4 separate regions of the Mus musculus genome follow, and regions 1, 3 and 4 are each linked to region 2. A link is a contact called in public Hi-C and HiChIP or PLAC-seq data. All regions are on one chromosome and are shown on one strand. Each heading gives the region's core, a stretch centred on a gene start, on an enhancer-like site or on the middle of the called end of the contact. The rest is flanking DNA. Distances are from core to core; before and after follow the strand shown. Region 1 overlaps Ephb2 (Eph receptor B2). Region 2 holds the start of Asap3 (ArfGAP with SH3 domain, ankyrin repeat and PH domain 3). Region 3 holds the start of Hmgcl (3-hydroxy-3-methylglutaryl-Coenzyme A lyase). Region 4 overlaps Luzp1 (leucine zipper protein 1).

What was found. A called contact is a pair of places that touch in the nucleus more often than the background predicts. HiChIP or PLAC-seq counts read pairs in DNA pulled down with a chosen protein or histone mark.
Region 1: an H3K4me3 HiChIP or PLAC-seq map of embryonic basal ganglia shows a contact between it and region 2, with 2.8 times the contacts expected there. The contact joins the enhancer-like site here to the promoter of Asap3 in region 2. A contact is called at or near these places in 3 of 39 promoter capture datasets (cranial neural crest, frontonasal cranial neural crest and hippocampal neurons), 1 of 15 datasets of contacts at CTCF or cohesin (embryonic stem cells), 7 of 115 datasets of contacts at active chromatin or transcription factors (craniofacial prominence, embryonic basal ganglia, embryonic forebrain and 4 more) and 1 of 9 other capture datasets (embryonic stem cells).
Region 3: an H3K27ac HiChIP or PLAC-seq map of microglia shows a contact between it and region 2, with 4 times the contacts expected there. The contact joins the promoter of Hmgcl here to the promoter of Asap3 in region 2. A contact is called at or near these places in 4 of 39 promoter capture datasets (hippocampal neurons, neural stem cells, pre-B cells and 1 more), 1 of 15 datasets of contacts at CTCF or cohesin (large pre-B cells), 1 of 484 Hi-C or Micro-C datasets (double positive thymocytes), 7 of 115 datasets of contacts at active chromatin or transcription factors (bone marrow-derived macrophages, craniofacial prominence, fetal liver and 4 more) and 3 of 9 other capture datasets (adipose tissue, liver and pancreatic islet).
Region 4: a contact with region 2 is called in a Hi-C map of liver, with 3 times the contacts expected there. The contact joins the enhancer-like site here to the promoter of Asap3 in region 2. A contact is called at or near these places in 9 of 39 promoter capture datasets (the 3T3-L1 cell line, the C10 cell line, cranial neural crest and 5 more), 1 of 15 datasets of contacts at CTCF or cohesin (embryonic stem cells), 4 of 484 Hi-C or Micro-C datasets (the G1E-ER4 cell line, the N1E-115 cell line, liver and 1 more) and 1 of 9 other capture datasets (adipose tissue).

What each region holds. Positions count from the first base shown.
Region 1 is chr4:136,648,008-136,651,240 of GRCm38.p6, reverse strand. It overlaps Ephb2 (Eph receptor B2), which reads left to right. Exons shown (of 16, transcript NM_010142.4): 16 at 1-3,233. Among named protein-coding and RNA genes, the nearest start is that of Lactbl1, 27 kb to the right of the region's middle. Within about 2 kb of position 1,635, at least 55 of the 459 cell types and tissues checked have an H3K27ac peak or open chromatin away from gene starts, as enhancers often do. A contact at or near this core is called in hippocampal neurons, where this site is marked.
Region 2 is chr4:136,204,567-136,208,035 of GRCm38.p6, reverse strand. It overlaps Asap3 (ArfGAP with SH3 domain, ankyrin repeat and PH domain 3), which reads right to left and starts at 1,671. Exons shown (of 25, transcript NM_001008232.2): 1 at 1,389-1,671. The coding sequence starts at 1,517.
Region 3 is chr4:135,944,600-135,947,836 of GRCm38.p6, reverse strand. It overlaps Hmgcl (3-hydroxy-3-methylglutaryl-Coenzyme A lyase), which reads right to left and starts at 1,389. Exons shown (of 9, transcript NM_008254.3): 1 at 1,297-1,389. The coding sequence starts at 1,356.
Region 4 is chr4:136,511,183-136,514,351 of GRCm38.p6, reverse strand. All of the region lies in intron 1 of Luzp1 (leucine zipper protein 1), which reads right to left. Among named protein-coding and RNA genes, the nearest start is that of Luzp1, 43 kb to the right of the region's middle. Within about 2 kb of position 1,266, at least 36 of the 459 cell types and tissues checked have an H3K27ac peak or open chromatin away from gene starts, as enhancers often do. A contact at or near this core is called in liver, where this site is marked.

The DNA of each region.
Region 1 (3,233 bases), core at 386-2,885, 440 kb before region 2:
AGGGTCCACCCGAACATGGTCACTTAGGCGCAGAAAACAAAGGAATCCAGCTCTGGCGTATGAGGCAAGAGAAAACCAGATGGGATGGGCTATCAGGGTGGGCTTTCAGGGGGAGGCTACAGGCTGAGAGAAAGGTCACTCCAAAACGTAGCAGCTTCAACAGTGCAGCGCAAAAACATCTGGAGGTGTTGTGGGGCATGAGTTGGTGTGAGTGTAGGGCATGGAATTAAGGTCCAGCCACAGAGGCTACCAAGCAGAGATTAGTAGGACTACCATTAGATTATAGAGCAGTGGTTCTCAACCTTCCCAATGCTGCAACCCTTTAACACAATTCCTCACGGTGTGGTGACCCCCAACCATTTGTTGTGGTTTGATTTGGCTTTTTGAGACAGGGTTTCTCTGTGTAGCCCTGGCTGTTCTGGAACTCACTCTGTAGACCAGGCTGGCCTTGAACTCACAGAGATCCACCTCCCTCTGCCTTCTAGGTGCTGGGGTTAAAGGGGTGCGCCACTACCACCTAGCTCATAAAAATGTTTTCATTGCTACTTTATAACTGTAACTTGGCTATTGTTATGAATCATGATGTAAATATCTGTGTTTTCCAGTGGACTTAGACAACCCCTGAGAATGGAGTCATTCAACTCCCAAAGTGGTCACGACCCACAGGTTGAGAACCAGTGTTCTAGAAAAAAAAAAGAGTCAGTTTCAGCCATCAAATCAAAAGAGGAGCTTCCAGCAAGCCCCTGGAAGAGCCCTCGGGACTCCAAGAGAGCCCAGACTCTGCCATTTACTTTCCAACACGGACAAACCCGACTCCACTTCCGCAGCCTGGGAGAGAGGAGCTTGGCTTTGTGTTCCCTGATTCATCTCTTTTTATTTTGAAAGAGTCTCATATATCCCAGTCTGACCCCAAACTCACTGTGCAGTCAGGGATGACCACTATTGAACGTCCGATCCTCCTCGCTCTACCTCCCAAGGGCTGGGATTACAGGCGCACACCACCACGTCTGGTTTTGCAGTGCTAGGGTCGGGAAGCCGGGGTCTTTGTGCTTGGGAAGCAAGCGCTCTACCAACTGAGCTACACCCTCAGCCCATCTGCTTCTGGTTGTAGCTATGATGTCCACACATGGGCATACACCACCAGCCAGCCAGCCTTGCCTCAGATTCCCAGCCAGTGACTGTTACCACAAAACTGGCTGGAGAGCGAGCTTGGCCCCAGTCAGCTTTTCCCACAGAGAAACCAGTGTTGGGGTGTTGGCCTCAAGAAAGGACTTGGGCCAAAGTGGGTTCAGAGAGTCCCCGACCCCCACCCAGCAAGCTGGCCTCAGGCGATTGAAGCCTCAAGGACTAATATCTGAACAGATTACCCTATGCCAAGTGCCAAAATCTCCCTGCCCCCTCTTCGCTAGTGAGGAACATGGCTCTCAAGGGGGGTGGGGGGAACCCAGCCAATCCTAACACCTACAGCCTGCTGACTGAACGTGTGTTTGCAAGTGCTTGTAATCACCCATAGGATAAGCACCTTACCCACTACTGCATGTCGAATTGAGGATTCCAGGGCTCCACCATGCCTCCCTGAGTCAGAATTCCCCATCTGAACAGTGGGAGATTCCTGCCCGCCCCGGAGGGCCCCCTGCTCCGCCTCCTCCCGCCTCCCACCCACAACCCTGTAACAATCTGCACCGAGTGTACTGAGCAGCGCTTAGGGTGGAGCCTCATATCAGATAAGATGCCCAAAGCCCAGACACAAACTAAGACCCTGACAGTGGAGAAGGCAGGACGAACCCTCAGGAATGTGCCCAGACTGGGTTAGGGTTTCAGAAAAATCAAAAAGACCCCCGAAGCCCCAGAGTCCAGCTGAGTTAAGTTCACAGCAGGACGACTGCTTCGGGAAAGCTGATCCGGGAAGAATCAGGAACCTAATACTTCACAGGGGCCCTGCGTCCCAGCCGGGACCACCCTGTGGAGACCCCAACGCCCCAACACCACAGCGCAGACATGCTCGCTCAATACCTGGCCTGGTGGGCCAAACTAGGGCTGGGTGGACCTTCTAGGTAAACCTGACCCTCAAGTCTCCTGAGCCTACCCACTACCCAAACTGAGGTGACAGCAGATGAGCAAAGGCACCTGGGGCTCCCTGTTCCTCGAGGGCCTGGCTCCCCCTGCTGGAAAAAGGGGGTATGGCATAGGGAAGGGAAGGCAAGCAACAAGGAAAGGCCAGAAACCATCTAAGAGCTAGCACATATACTCTGGGCCCTGCTGAGCCAAGAATTGTAGCATTCCAAGGGCTAAAAGACCCCAAGATTTTATGACTCACCAAACGCAATCTCCTAAGAGGCCAGTGGAAAGAATTTGTGTTTGTGAGAGTCCATCACTAGGCAAATCTGTGCTAATTCTTGACATCATAAGCCCCATGGTTCGACGCTACCCAAACTCAGGGGCCCTAGCAGGGAGAAAAAAAGAAAGAAAGAAAAGGGGGAAAAAAGCACAAAGAGAGAGGGGGAGAGAAAGAGAAGAGGGGGAGACAGTAATGCAAGCTGGGGAATCTGGTTACAGATGGATGATGGGGAATATAAAACCTCCCTTGGAGTGACCCTCACCAGGTCTGATTGGAGAAGGCTGGCCCATCTGCTTCTTCAAAACCCTCTTGCAGGCTGCAGTACCCACTTGCTTGGGGGGCTCTGACAGCCCACTGTGGGGCTCCGCCTGGACAGAGAGAACTGGAGCAAGATCACCCCATACCAGCGAGGAAGCAGTGGGGTGGAGAGGCACCACACTGCCTTTCCTATGATGGTCTCCATACAAGGTTTCTTTCCTGGGACACATGGATGCATTATCTCATGGCTGCCAACACGTCCTCCCTCCAAGGAGCACTCTCATCCCTTCCACTGCCTCCCAAAATGAGACCTGCCCCAAGGAGAGCTGTGAAGGGCCCAGAGCTCTGTGGTGGTCTCTCTCTGTCCTCCTTTCTATGGACAGAAACTCTGACGCCTCCACCACTGACCCCAGGTGGACTTCACAGGAACCCACACTCACGAGCAGTCTCTTCAGCCTCCAGGGAAGAACGACGGCTGCTTGGTTTTAATCCCAGCTGCTATTTCTTCAGTGCCAACCATGGACAGGGCTCCTCGTGTCTTCTAGACACAGCCCTGCAACTCCACAAGAGCCGTGCAATAATGACAACCACACTGTGGGCTGGGACACTCAGAGACAGCATGCTGGCTCCCCCAGGT
Region 2 (3,469 bases), core at 422-2,921:
AGAAAAAGGAAAAGAAAAAGAAAAAGAAAGAGAAAGAGAAAAAGAAAGAGAAAGGAAAAAAGAAAAAGAAAAGAAAGAGAAGAGAAAGGAAAAGAGAAAAAGAAAAAGAAAAAGAAGAGAAGGAGAAAGGAAAAAAGAAAAAGAAAGAGAAAGAGAAAGGAAAAGAGAAAAAGAAGAAGAAAAAGAAAAAGAAGAAAAAGAAAAAAGGAAAAAAGTTGGATTTTGTCTGGCCTGACCTGAGGCAAATCTGAGCTTACACAGTCAGGTAAGGTCAGTCAAATGCATGGACACTTAGCCAGAGCAGATCTCTCCCCTCTGATCCAACACTGTAATGGACAACCTGGAGGAGAGGATGATGGATAAAATCCCTAAAGATGCTGAAGGGTCCTGAGGCGTGGTGGCTCTGAACCTATGCATCATTTGAAATCCGACAGTCTTTGTATAATTGTCTGCCTTCCTTACCAAAGAGGAAAAAGTCCAGACAGAGAGCCAGCCAGTCAGGGGAGAAGAGGAAGGGAGATTTCCTAAGACCTCAGCTCAGGGTATTTCTGGGTAGCTTTGTATCTGCCACACAGTAGGTACAACTTATAGAGAAGGCCAGACTGACCACTGAAGTCCAAAATGCCACCTCAACCCAGGGCATTCTCTAGAAGAGAGCTGGGTTCATATTATCCCCGTCTGGCCCCAGACTACAGGCTCTCTGCTCCAGTGTATTCCTAGGGGATGAAAACCTGCAGCGAATCCAGAGAAGAGGAATGAACTCCAGTGAGCTTGGGAATGGGGTGGGGCAGCCTACAAGGGCGAAAGAAAGAGCCTGGGACACTTTGCCTGAAAACACAAAGAGGAGAGGGGAGGGGAGAGGAGCCTATAAACTTGGCCCGCAGCAGCCAAGGTGAACCCCGGCTCCTGGCGCCTTCCCATTCACAATCATTCCACAAGGCAAGCCAAGTCTCAGAACCAGCAGCCAGGAGGAGGGGGCCTCCTCTCTCTCTCTTGCAGCCTGGGAGAGGTAAGTTCAGGACTGAGCCTGCTTCTCAGAAAGGGAGTGACCTGAGGGGCTGCATATTTGTGGGGTTCTAAAACGAAAACACAGAACTGTAAGCCGCTGAGCAAATACACATATAATGGGCAAGTCGCCCAAAGTATATGGGAGATGTGCCCCAACATGTGGAGTCTGTATCGAGGTGACCCCGAGATCCCATCTGGTCCTCTCTTCCCAGGCTCCACCTTGGGGACACAGATGTTTGAGATGAGCTCGGTTCCCACAGATCTAAGAGGGGCGGGTTTCTGGAGCGCAGCGAAGAGCCATCCTAGCTCCAAGCATTCCTGCAAAGGTCAAAGCCAGGCCCCAAGTTGACCTGAGGTCCCCTCCCGCCTCGGCCCCTCACCTCCTCCCGTGCCAGCGCCGCCCCGCGGCACCGGGGCATCTTGGCGGCGAAGGCAGCTGCTCCGGCTGGGGAACTGAGGTCCTCTGCGGTGACGGCCAGGAACTCCGCGACACTGAGCTGCTCGGGCATGGTGGGAACGAGGCGAAAACACCGGAGCTGCCTGGAACGCGGGGGACGCTGCACTTAACAGTGCTGGTATAGCTGCTCTGCGCAGGGCCTGTCTCACCACCCGCAGCGTCCTAGTCGAGGCCTCTTCACTCCCTGCTCCGCCCCGCCCCTAACTAACTCCGCCACGCCCCCGCCCGCCAGCCTTTCTCTCTCCGGCCACGCCCCCAGACCACTTGTCTACCTCCCTGGCCACGCCCCGACTCGCTGGTAACTCCCTGACCACGCCCCCATCCCCCTCACTCTCCGGCCACATCCAAGCCGCGCCCCTAACTCCCTGGTCACGCCCCAACCTCGCGTTGGCCCCACTCTGCCCTGCCTCCAAGACCTACAGATGGGGAGAGTTCTCCTGGGGCTCCGCTCTTGACTCCCAGCCCCCGTCCCCGATCCTCTTCCCTCCCTAGCCCCGCCTCCAAAGCCTACCACACACACACACACAGACACAGAGCCTGGCTCCTGGTTCTGGCTGGCTCCTGGTTCACTTGTTCTCTTCTCCTTAACTCTAGGTTCTTCAGAGCAGTCGTCTTCCTCTACCTCACCGGTGCTGAGATTAAAGGCAAGGCCTGTGCCACCGAGGCCATATAAGATCTTCGCCATCAGCCAGCTACGTGCCATTGAATCAATTGCCCCTCTGGTTTTTAAAAGGAATCATGTCATAACTCCGAATAAGTTTAAGTAAGAATGGGAGAGGTTCACTATTATCTCAGGTACACAGAATAGCTCGGGATTTTGTTGTTGTTGTTGTTGTTGTTGTTTTGCAGGTATTTTTGTTGTGGTTTGGTTTTGCCTGGTTTCTTAATTCCAGCCGTGAGCCAGGGGCCCTTCCCATTGCCTTGGACTCTTTCTGCTTCTTCTTGAAAGCCTTATTTTCTTCGTCCATCTCACAGGGCTCTTTCAGAGGCTTCCTCTTGACACCTTCATCGCCCAACCTGGCCCCTGGCGTCTGGTCCCCTTTCCCCAGACCAGATGCTAAGTGACCCTAACAGTTCCTTCAGACTCCAATGCTGAGTCTTCCAAATTTGCTTCTCCCTGTCTGCCTCCCTCGGTTTTTGTTTATTTGATTTGGGGTTTTGTTTTTCAAGGTTTAGCTCAAACATTTCAAACTTTACTACAAGGCTTATCCTGACCACCCTGTTTAAAACTAGTCACCTGCTGCTCCCCCCATCCCTCACTCCACATACCCCATTCATAATCATCTTTATTCTGCTGGGGTTTTATGAATGAATATTGGGCGCTCTTGGAGGCCAGAAAAGAGCATCAGATCCCCTGGAACTAGAGTTACAGATGATGGTGAGCCACCATGTAGGTGTTGGGAATTGAACCAGGGTCATCTGCAAGAACAAACATTCTTTAGCCACTAAGCCATCTATCTGTCCAGCCCCTTTTTAAAATTTTCAGTTTTAGAAATTTGCTGTGTGCATGAATGTGTGTGGGTGTGTGGGTGTGGGTGTGTGTTTGTGTGTGTACTCATGTGTGCACAACATGCAGGACACTGAACTCATGAGGGCAGAGGACAACTTTCAGGAGTTGGCTCTCTCCTTCCCACGTGGGTTCCAAGGATTGGACTCAAGTCATCAGGCTTGAGAGCGGACTCCCTTTCTTGTGTATCTGTTTATTTATCTTGAGACAGGGTTTTATCTAGACTCAAACTTAATGTGTAGCCATGGGTAACCTCACACTCCTGATCTACCTGCTTCCACCTCCTGGATGCTACTGCAGATATGGACCAGTACATCTGGGTTCTGCGATGCTCTCTCCGTGCTAGCCCTGAACTCTGTGCACTACACCTCTGAGAGCTGTCTGGGACTCTGCTTCCTAACTTCCTTCTTTCCTTCCTTCCTCTGTTTTCTTTCTTTCTTTTTGACAAAGGGTCTTACTATGTAGCCCTGGATGGCCTGAAACTCACTATATATACC
Region 3 (3,237 bases), core at 140-2,639, 260 kb after region 2:
TGTAAGCCCAGAGTCATAGCAGGCTCTGAGTTTGAAGCTAGCCTGGTCTATGTAGTGAATACCAAAGTTATATAGAAAGAAACTTTGTCTTAGATAGATAGATAGATAGATAGATAGATATTATGACCCACCATGTTACTTAATTCTCATTCTCTCCCCCTCTCCCCCTCGGGTTTATTTCCTTAACTTTTCACGTTGATATTTGCCTTTTCATTTGATCCCTGAGCAATCATTGGAAGTGGGTAGACTAAAGATGCAGAAGTGGCTTTCTTTTTCTTTCCCATTTTTTTTGTTTTTGTTTTTTTTTTTTTTTGTTTTTTTTTTGTTTTTGTTTCTTTCGACACAGGGTTTCTCTGTGTAGTCCTGGCTGTCCTGGAACTCGCTTTGTAGACCAGGCTCCCCTCGAACTCAGAAATCCGCCTGCCTCTGCCTCCCGAGTGCTGGGATTAAAGGCGTGAGCCACCATGCCCGGCCAGAAGTGGCTTTCTGGGCTTTCTGAGAGGCACCCACGAGCTGCAAGGAAAGTAGTTTTTCCAAGTGCTAATACAATGCCTAAACTCCCCAACATAAAATCGTAACAGCGCCATCACAGAGCTGAGGGTGTAGCAGTGACGCTGGCGCTGATCGCTCCTAAGTCCAACTCTCACAAAGCACCACCACCGACTGACTGGTCACTCACTAAATCATCCTGAGACTCTGCATTTTACGTATAAGCAAGCTGAGTACACACCTCTGTCACTCAGCCTAGAAAGTGGCAGATCACCCGGACACCAGTTTGCGGTTTAGCCAGCACAGCTCTTTTTGCCCCCCCCCCCTTCCTTCAAATAACTGCGCGTGGTCAGAATGCCAGGACCAAACATGCCCAAAGGACAGTTCTGAGGGAATCCCTGTCCGGCCCACGCGATCCAAGTTCTCCCCAGGCGTCCATAAAAGCAACAAGGGCCGAGTAAGGCGGCAGACAGGGATGCTTGTGTTTCCCACACTGAACACTGTTTTCCACTAATGAAGGGCCGGAGAGATCCGAAGCTCAAATAGGGGAAGGAGTCAGGGTCACCGTAAGGGAGGTAGGACGCCCAGGATGGTGTCCCCGGTCTCCACAGTCACAGCGGGTCGATTCTCTTCCCGCCGCCTCAGTTTCCCCGTTTCTTGCAATGGATCTGAGCCAGACCGGCTGGGTCCGGAACTCTCAAATCCTCCCGGCAACAGTCCCTCGAGCGGTCCCGCTCCTCCGCCTGTCACAGCAGCTGAGGAGGCCCGCCCGATCCCATGACTGTCACCCGCCTGGGGAGCACTTACAGCCCGGAGGGACGTCAAGCCCACCAGCCTCCGCGGGAAAGCCTTCCTCACTGACGCCATCTTCACTCCGGAGGCCAACCCACTGGGCACCACGTGACCGCCGATCCCTCTGTGGGCGTGGTTAGGGCCGGAGGCGGTGCATCGCTCCTCTTGTGAGGCTCCCAGTTTGGTTCCTCCCCTCAGCCTGTCTGTTTTCTTTTCCTACTCCCCTCTAAGTAGCTCTACCCTCCAATCATGCCCACTCCATGATTTTCTGAACACGTGTCCCATGAAGAGCCATGACATTTGACAGCCCATGTGTAGATCCCGAGATTTTTTTCACCTCCACCTGCTTCCCCCACGTCTTAAATCACGCCCGGTTCCAATCCAGGGCCATTTATCTGCCTTCTGAAAGGCGTTGTGTTCCCAGGGCGTGTTGGGGTTGAAGATGACTGGGAAGCTGGTGGGCCAAGCCGATGGCTCCTTTAGTCTTAAAGGAACAGGGAAGGCAAGAAGGCCTAGGTTAGCGAAGGACTGCTATAACTGTGGGCTTCTAGGGGCTACTACTGGTGCTCGGGTGACTTGTGAAACCCTGAAGCTAGCCATTAGGAAATCATTGTGTCCCTGTGTATACACTGTCTTACTTCCTTCTTGTCTTCCCGTCCTCAGCCTCAGTGGGGAAGTCTTCAAATGACTAAACATGCGTGTGCATCATGCAGAATGGCGCAGATCCCGCCCCAAAGGTTAAGGTCACAAAGTAGAATATAAAGGTTCACTGTGGAGCTGGTGAGATGGCTCAGCGGGTAAGAGCACTGACTGCTTTCCCGAAGGTCCCGAGTTCAAATGGTGGCTCACAACCACCTGTAGTGAGATCTGGCCCTCTTCTGGTATGTCTGAAGACAGCGACCATGTACTTATTAAATAAATCTTTGGGCCTGAGTGAGTGGTGGCCGACTAGAGCGAGCAGATGTCCTAAAATTAAATTTCCAACAACCACATGAAGGCTCACAACCATATGTACAGCTATAGTGTACTCATATACTCCATGTAGACCAGGCTGACCTAAACTCAGAGATCTGCCTGCCTCTACTTCTGCCTACTAAGTGCTGGAGTTAAAGATATGTGCCACGATGGCCACCAAAGTTTTAAATTATTACTAGTGTATTTACTTCATGTGCATGGCTGTTTTGCCTACATGTAAGTCTATGTAGAACACCTGTGAGGCCATAAGAGTGAAGCAAGAAAAACATCTTTGCTAAATCCTGACCTGACCTTGGGCTGACATTGAGGTCAGCTTGACCCTCAGGCACTTACAGGAATTTTTGCTAACCTGCTCTGGCCTGCTTTTGTAACCACAAGGCTTTCTGCTCCCATCAAGCAAAAACAAACCTGTCTCCACCTCTACTTTGTTTTTTTTTTAATATTTACTTATTTTATGTATATGAGTACAGTGTAGCTGTACAGATGGTTGTGAGCCTTCATGTGGTTGTTGGGAATTGAATTTAGGACCTCTGCTTTCTCCGGCCCACCCCACTCACTCCTGCCCAGAAGAGGCCGTCAGATCTCATTACGGGTGGTTGTGAGTCACTGTGTGGTTGCTGGGATTTGAACTCCGGACCTTCAGACTCTTACTTGCTGAGCCATCTCACCAGCCCTGTTTTTTGGTTTTTGTTTTGTTTTTGTTTTTCCGAGACAGGGTTTCTCTATGTATCTCTAGCTGTCTTGGAATTCACTCTGTAGATCAGGCTGGTTTCAAACTCAGAGATCCACCTGCCTCTGCCTCCCAAATGCTAGGGTTAAAAGTATGCGCCACCACCACCTGGCTCCCTTTTTTTTTTTTTTTTTTTCCCCAGACAGGGTTTCTCTGTATAGCCCTGGCTGTCCTGGAACTCACTCTGTAGACCAGGCTGGCCTCAAACTCAGAAACCCACCTGCCTCCTTATTCTTACTAAAAGTTCATAT
Region 4 (3,169 bases), core at 17-2,516, 310 kb before region 2:
TTATTCAGTATTGTAAGTGCCTATTTGTTTATTTCCTGTTCCAAACCCTACTCTTACTCTCTGAATAATATACCTTTCAGCTATTCAGAAAATTGAGGCAAGAATTCAAAACTTGCGTGGCTAACATACCAAGACTCTGTTTCAGAAAACAAAACAAAAGAAATAATATACCTCCTACTGCCCATGCTTACACAGTACTTCATGGCTCAGATGACCTACACTCATACACACTCTCAGTCCTCAAAACAATCCTCTCAGATTACAAGATTGCCAAAACTATTTTATATATTAAGAAGAAAAGCTGAGGCTCAACTTTTAAATAATTTCCTATCGGGAGTGGTTAAGAGCACTGACTGCTCTTCCAGAGGTCCTGAGTTCAAATCCCAGCACCTACATGGTAGCTTACAACCATCTGTAATGGGATCCTAACCTCTTCTGGTGTGTCTGAAGACAGCTACCTATACTCATATAAAATAAATATACATAAATCTTTTTAAAAGGAAAAGAAAAAAAATTGTTAGCCGGAGGTAAACAACTGAAGAAGGGTTTTCACTGCAGTTTCCTCAGGCCTAGGAGAGAGAAATTTATCACTGCTGCCACCCCTCTGGCCTCCCCAAATAGAGTAACCCTCTAGCTGTGACTGCAAGCTTTTCTTATCCCCCACCCCCACCCTCCACCCCCGACTATCAGCTTCACCAGCTATTTTTTGTTTTAACTTTTTATTGATTCTTTGTGAGTTTCACATCATGCACCCCAGTTCTGCTCACCTCCCCAACCCCTCATATCCACTGGCACTCTTGCAAACCTCCCCCCACAAAACACACAGAGGAAAATATCATGGAAGCTGTAGTATGTTAGAGTGTGTCCCACAATGTATCCCTCTGTCTACACATCTTTACTTGCAAACGAGTCATTGGTCTGGTTCAAGTTCTCTGGCTTCCGTGACACCATCAATACTGGATGTTCACCAGGACTCCTCCTGATTATATTGTTGTTGCCCTGTGTCATGGAGATCTTGCAGCTTTGGGTCAGCAGGGCTGGCCCTTTCACACATCCCAATCATTCTCAGATGATACAGATCTGGGCCTGGGTGGTAGCTGAACTAGTCAGTGTACCAGCTCTCCCCTATCCAAGCCACCAGGGCAAATTCTCCAGCACTGCTCCAGCTAGGCCACCCAATGCTGCCACTGGCAGGAGACAGGGTCAGCTCTCCTGCTCTCATGCCCTTGGGGCTGCTTACCCACACCCACAACTCCTGAGCCAGCTCCACTGTGCAGCCCAATCATGGCACCTGGCCTACTCTCCCAAGTGCTGCAGCTGGCCAGGGACAGGGACAGCTCACCTTCTCTCATGATGGGGGATGGGAGAAAGCAGTTCTTCCTCACTCTTGCCCTAAGGGCTGGCTCACCTGCACCCTCTTGACAAGAGCCAGCCCTACTATGGTGCATGCACAGATGAGGAGCAAGTTATTTTATTATAGTTTTGTTTAGTTGTTTTTGTCACTTTTGTGACAGACACTGAGAGCAGGACTGTGCACATGCTAGGCAAGTGCTCTACCACTAAGCCACAATCCCAGCCTTCATTTTTACTCTTTTAAGAAAAAATAAGGCCAGTCCAGGAAGGAAAAATCTCCAAGACTTCAAACAGTCATACTCATAAGCTTCTATTATGTATAAAGCTGGAGAAATTAGGGCAAGACATGTCCCAGCAGGAAGATATCCTCCCACCAGCCCTCATTCAGTCAACTGTTTATAGGACATTGTTTTACTTAAGTCTACTGCTTTCTCCTCACCATTCTAGCTTCTTCAAAGAGTTGAAATGACATCTTCTTGAGTCTACATTCTCCTGTACAATGATCAAAGTACCTAAATCAAAACTAAGCCACAAACTACATTTTTCTGACTTAGTAATTTAAACAGTCTTTTCCAAATTTTAAAATTAAAATTGTTTAAATACTTAGCCAGATATTCTTCAATGAATAATATAAGAAACACTAAAGAAAAAAAATAACCAAGAACACTAACACCTACATTGGGCACATATATTTATGGAAGTGCGATACATGAATGATAGCTGGGAACTTAAAATCCATTAAAAACCACTTGTGGGAAATAAAATATCTAGGGTGAGAACCAAGAGACTGGGCAACTGAGTCAAGCAAACTGGGTTTTAAAACAGTTTTACCAAAATATGCCTAGCATGCACAGGTTTTACGCACCATACACAGCACCTATGGCAGCCAGTGTAGCCCAAGTGAATACAATGGAGCTGAGCACAGCATGCGTGTTCTCTGCTCAGGCCAGCATCTAAACCAGCAGCAGCTCACCCTTGTCATCCATGACACCCCCTAACAATGCCCCGCAGCCCAGCCATAGCACTGCAGGAGTTAAGCCAAGCAGTCCTCAAACTCAGGAGGAAACGAGCATGCCACCTGACACTTCTCTGGCACATAAGCCGATTAGTTTGAGTTACAAACATAACTGCAAGATTCCAGTATGATGATGAAACCACTCTTTTTCTACAAACTAAAAATAACTTCTTTATCAAAATGGAAGCTTCTCCAAATATTTCTGCCCTGTCAGCAACCCAAAATTCTATTTCCCCAAATAGTTGATCTATACATATATTGTTACTGAACCTTAGAATCCACATTCCCCTATGCTCACATTACTCATCCTAATGCTCCCTTCAAACAGAACAAAAGCCCTAATGCCTTCCCACCTCTTGCATTTTAAGTTTCTCTTCCAATAACCAACCATGTACCAAGTTGTGGCTCACGCTTTGTGTTGAGCCACAAGTGGAAGAGCTGAGCTGTAGCAAACCAGAATGAAATGCAAAGAAAAAATGAGAGACAAGACAGGGCATGATTGAAAATCAGCTAAATGTTTTTTATTAAGAAAGGAATGGAAAGCTCTCCACCCACCTAGAAGAATATGAAGCCCTGTCCAGCATAGAGCCAGAGTATCCTATATAACTTTAGAGCATAGCCATTACATTTGTTCTAGAGTCAGATGTATCCAAGTAGCTGAGTGTTCTACAAGAATTATGAAGCTATCCTGAGTTGAAGTGACTTCTGTGTTGAAAATAAACTCCCATAGTTAAAGCCAAACAAGTTTGAATTGCAGATTTTTCCAGTCACAAGGAGAGGGGCTCTGCAAAGAACTAGAAA